2 separate regions of the Drosophila melanogaster genome follow, and region 2 is linked to region 1. A link is a contact called in public HiChIP or PLAC-seq data. All regions are on one chromosome and are shown on one strand. The core of a region is the stretch at or near the end of the contact, and the rest is flanking DNA. Distances in the headings are between cores, read along the strand shown.

Evidence for each region. HiChIP or PLAC-seq counts read pairs in DNA pulled down with a chosen protein or histone mark.
Region 2: a contact with region 1 is called in a POLR2A S2P HiChIP or PLAC-seq map of the Kc167 cell line, with 6 times the contacts expected there. The contact joins two enhancer-like sites.

Annotation. Positions count from the first base shown.
Region 1 is chr3L:27,139,889-27,142,588 of dm6, reverse strand. vtd (verthandi) reads right to left here. Exons shown (of 9, transcript NM_001300711.1): 3 at 2,347-2,470. Among named protein-coding and RNA genes, the nearest start is that of vtd, 4.7 kb to the right of the region's middle. Within about 2 kb of position 1,293, at least 6 of the 39 cell types and tissues checked have an H3K27ac peak or open chromatin away from gene starts, as enhancers often do. A contact at or near this core is called in the Kc167 cell line, where this site is marked.
Region 2 is chr3L:27,974,030-27,976,729 of dm6, reverse strand. l(3)80Fj (lethal (3) 80Fj) reads left to right here. Exons shown (of 4, transcript NM_001015316.3): 4 at 2,590-2,700. Among named protein-coding and RNA genes, the nearest start is that of l(3)80Fj, 37 kb to the left of the region's middle. Within about 2 kb of position 1,404, at least 3 of the 39 cell types and tissues checked have an H3K27ac peak or open chromatin away from gene starts, as enhancers often do. A contact at or near this core is called in the Kc167 cell line, where this site is marked.

The DNA.
Region 1 (2,700 bases), core at 44-2,543:
AAACAGTTTTAATATTTTTATTTATTTTAGCTAAAGATATATTTGGATTCATCAAAGATATCTATTTAAGGATCACACAGACCACTTTCTATTTTTTAACTAGTAGAGTTAACCAGAATCCCATTGAAAACATATTTTAGCAAAAGGTGATAACTGGAGAAATCCTCCAGTTAACGAATTTAAATAATAATTGCCATCTCTAAACATTTTTAAATTTTCACAAAAGTCGAATTGCGAATCAGATGATGATGTTATGATGCCAATTGAGTTCGATTCGATAATATATCAGCCTTTCATTAAAAAAAAATACAACAACAAGAATACTCTGTATCATTTTCTAAAATTGTAAAAGACAATGAGAGGTACATACTTTGAACAAAATATAGATAACTTTTTGTGCAATAATGTTCCAGTAGATATTTTGTTGGATATATTGCTAAGGGATCCAGTTGTGATAAATGCAGATCGGTAATTTTAAAAGTACCGTGCATTTAACAGCTCCATCAGAGCCTTTTATACATGAAAATAACTACTCAATAGACTCGGACTTCGGGAAACTACAGGCACCATCTGATATATTTTTTAATATTTGCAAAATACACATTAAAGTTTTTGAAAATATTTTTGAAAATAATAAAAAAAAAAACAAATGTGTATAAAAAATTGATTGTTGATGCATTAAGTACACAAATGAAAGTAGTGCCTTAGCAAACGAATTAAAAATCTTGTTATTCTAATGTCTTTGGCCAGGTCCACTCGGCTATTGATCCTACTCAAGAATATATATACTTTATCTGGTCGGAAACACCTCCGTCTATCTGTTACATACTCTTCCAAGTACCTTTTATATCCTTTCACTCGACGAGAAACGAGTATAAAAATAGTTATGGCTTTGGAGTCACCTCTAAAAGCTGCGAGTCTGGAGCGGAAAGGAGATAATCATCTCGACGAAAACTATTACAAGCTACCCCTAAACTTTTGGTCACTTCTGGCCCATTAACGGTTTCATCTGATTCGGAACTTTCAGATAAGCAACACAACATTTTAGATTTTGACCCTTACCTAGGTCATTACTTGTTCGCCCACTAAGACCACACACTCAGTATCATCTCATAGCCAAGAAGAAAGAAAAAGAAGAAGAAAAGAAAAGCGCAGAATGTACACCTAGACCTTTCGATTTGGTGTAGAAGACCGAGAAAAAAGGACAATGAGTGAGATCACAAGGTGAGCATTAGGAACGGTAGTACGAGGTTGATCACTGCAAGTGAGGGAGCAGACCAACGCTCAGCAAGAACACGGAAGAGGACAAGGACCTGGCGCGGTCAGAAGGGACTGTGAAGGCATTGGTTAGTGTCCTGTGAGAGGAACGGTCCCAACAGATGTGCTCTTGGCTGTCTACGAAGGTGGTTCTGGGAAGATCCCTGGTTCGACCTAAGGAACGACACACCTAGCGGCCAAGCCACCATAATATCCTAGGGCTTATTCAGGACGGACCGTTGGGAGACGACGTGGGCATAGCGTGGTCAGAAGGGATCGTGGAATCTGGTGTCCTGTTTCAGGAGTGGTTCTAACATACGTGCATTTTCGGGTGTTCGCAAAGGTGGTTCTGGTAAGAGCTTTGGTTCGACCTAACGGACGATACACCTTGCAGATTCGCCACCATAACTTCGTAGGTCTCAATTGAGCTGACACACAATGGCAGTAGAAGTCCAGAGCCAGTATTCAAACAATACAGCTGAAGAATTATAAATCATAATCATAATCACCCACAAATCATAAATTTGGGCAAACAGACAAAACCCTCTGAGCCAGCCATTTCAACTCGTAGTGGCAGAACTAGGAAAACAAGCTCTTTACAATATTTATGCATTAATGTAATAAGAAAAAAAAAATGTAATAAGAAAGAAAATTTTCACCTTAAGATACTTACGTCCGCCTAAGTTACAAATTAATTTTAAAAAATACTTTGTAACTGTATACCACCATACCAAATATGGTTGTACCAAATGATTTTTGTATCACAACTCCTAATGCTCATTACCGCATCATTAGTATATAAATCAGATCATAAGATTAAAAATTATTTTATAGAGGCATTTAAGATATTCAAATCCATATGGATGACAGATGACAAATAAGAAAAAAACAACAGACTGAAGAAAGTGTATTACTAGACTAAGGCAACTTTTATGACGGAGTATTTTACAACTGAATTAATTTTTTTAAGGATACTTTCGACTGATATATATTTGAGGATATATTTCTTAGATTTCTACTTTTACGCGGTTTATCCATATATATATCCAGCTAATATCATTTGTAATTGATGATATTGATTATACTTACGTCCAAAAGAATCTCCAAACCCATCACCATCCAATCGAGAACCAGGCATATCAGCATGGGCGTCCAATGAATGTGGATCCAGAGACTCAATATTTTCCAAAACGTCATTATCAAATATTTTATCCTAAAATAGAACAGTATAAGCAAACATTCAAAAAATTCAAAAGTTCGCAAAACTACGAATCTCGTTTAAAAACATCAAATAATATTTTAATTCATATATATATGTAAGCTCAAAGAAGCTGGGGTCGGAAAAATCGAATTTTTTAAATTTGAAAGCTGGAATCGTTTGCCCATTTTTTGCCCATGTTTGCCCACCAATTAGTTTTTTTTGCCCACGTCCAGTTTTTGAGA
Region 2 (2,700 bases), core at 155-2,654, 830 kb before region 1:
CTAACATTCTTGGTCTCGTTTGCTCTAGATTTCGCCTTTCCTTCTCCGCTGCTACAAGTCGTGTGGTTGCTCGGCTTGGGCGCACGTGCCCCTTTAGCACCTGCGCATTGTGGGAAGCCTTTTTGGTAGGCTTTTTTTCAGAAACTACGCGCTTGGACTCTTTTGTGAGGTGCCGTTGAGTCTCAACTGCGAATAACAGGATTTTTATCTTGCCAGGTCCTCGCTCTGGAGACTCGTGGTCAGTTTCGCAGACTGATGAGGGGATCGAGCTGGGGACTTTACTCTCGCCTTTTGCAATGGCACGACAATGTGGTCCATCGTCTTCTGGCTTGTCGCGGTAGTAGTAGCCAAGTTCTCCACCTCTAATGAGGTGTGTGAATGATTTGTTACGTAGAACAAAAAGCCGATTATTGGCAAGTTGTACAGAAGAAAGGTGAAGTCAATATGATTGTAATGATGGAATTTGGTTATATATATTTTATGCCATGATTATATTCCTTATTCATATGTATCCACAATTATATTCATAGGGCAGCCGTGGATTATTTGGATCGTTGTGATATTAGCATCTCCATGAGATGTTGGTTCTGCATATGGTCCGAATGAACGACAGGAATTCAATCATATTCTGCTGCAAAGTATGCATAATGGTTTCAATATAGCGTTGATGGTGCGGCGATATGAAGGTTATGGGAGGTGATCGCAGGTGAGGGTTTATTCTGTGCGTTGTGGGGGCGTGCAGACGTTGCTCGGAAATAATTGCTGCTTTTGAAGTCGGTTTTCTTGCGTTCTTTTTGCTACGAAATGCAACGGCAATTGTCCTATGTCCCACCAAATTTACGATTTGTGTGATTGCCCGACCAAAGAGAAGACAAGGTTTCAGATTAGATTAACTTTATTGTCAGGCCACTTTGATAAATAACCCCTTAAGTCCTCGCCGTCTGCTGCGCGGCGTAACTCCTTCGTCGTCCTTCCTTTGTTGTCCCGCGTCGTTCTTGACGGCGGACCATGTGCCGGCTCGAATGGGCTTAAAATGTTATGGTAGCAGATGTTAGGTCAAGTCAGCGCTCTTCCCCGAACCACTTTTGCTGACCAAAGACTCACTGTCTCTTCTGACCACACCAGGTCCTCGTATTTTTCTCTGTCCTCGCCGTGTGGATCGCCGCCCTGCTCGACTTGCAGTAACCGTCCTCGTACTACGGTTCCAGGTGCACACTAACTGGTTGTTCGAGGTTGCTTCTCTAACGGCTGACTACATGTACTCCTTGTTCACTGGCTGTGCGTTCTGACTCGCGGATCTCTTGTTGAGCATTCTCAATTGCGTGTTCTACCACACTGACCCGAGTGGCGTTCGTGACTGCGCGACTCGCGTCCATACTCTCCTCGACTATCTAGGCGTACGCATGGCTCCTTGCTTGCTTTGACTGACTTTTCTGACCGAGGCGGCGTACTGAATACGCGACTAGCGCATGCACTCTCCTCTAATATCCTCGCGTACGTATGGCACCTCGTGTGCTCTTACTAAAATTTATAGGCCGCGGGGATCCGGTTATATCCCCTTTTGTGACGGCCCGCTGGGTACATAGTTCAACCACAATACCGTTAGTTCACTGTTCGTCCTGTCTGTTCTCGTCCAAAGTCCACACCGTTACCGTTTGCCCTCCGTGCCCTTGGCCGGCCGTTTGACCTTGCTGCCCTTGACTCCTTTCGCATTCCAGCCTTCTTCACTGTTTCTATGCAGCTCTCCTGCACCCTGATTTGAGGGGAGTTTTAAGAATCCTCAATGCAGTTTGCCATAATTGTGGAAATTATCCTTATCCTTATCCACATCCTTATTCCACATTTACTGGTGATCTCTTAGGTCTCAATTCGGTGACTTTGATTGTTCTGTTTGATTTTTGTTTCGTTTTCAATTATAGCGATCCAATCCTTTTTGCTTTGTTGGCTTTATTAGTTTTTCAGCAGAAACGAGCGTTGCAGTCGACACACCGTGCATACGGCCGATTCCGTGCAGTATTTGTTATTGTTTGTAATGCAGTGATGAACGAGGTCGACGTGTTGGTTATGATGGGTATCATCAGTTCTCTTCGGGTCATAGTTGGTTTCGATGGTGAGCAATATCGCGCCCTCTCTCGCTCGTTGTTGGCATAAGTTGGTGTATGGGGTTGACGTCGTTTTACTTAATTAACAATAGAGAATGCTACAGTCGATACCCGTACAAATGCGAACGCAAAATTTCTTCATTTTTCTGGGATATCAATAGATATTGGGGAACAAAATGGGAAAAATTTTTAAAAAAGTGCTTAGAAGTGTAGACATGACCGGTTTGGCGGCTTTATGTCGTTAGAGTGGGCGTGGCAAAAAGTTAGAAATTGTTGGTTTTTAGAAGTTAAAAGGTCTTCCCAAAACGGTAATTCCGCGCTAGAATGTAGGAAAGAACTGGACCTTTAACAATTGTTCAGTTGAAAAGCATATAATTTAAGTTTGTGTTGGTGGGTCACCCAAACAATAAATATTGTTCCTTAAACCCTCGTTGCCATTTTATCTCCCTTTCCAACATTATAATGTTTATTGCATTTTATATTTCAGGGAGCCGGAAATTTAAGCTTCAACAATATAGATCAAGATCATATGCCCAATATTTTAAATGAAGCGGTTACCCTATTTTCGAAAGCACTGGAGTGTGAAACGCAAGAAAAA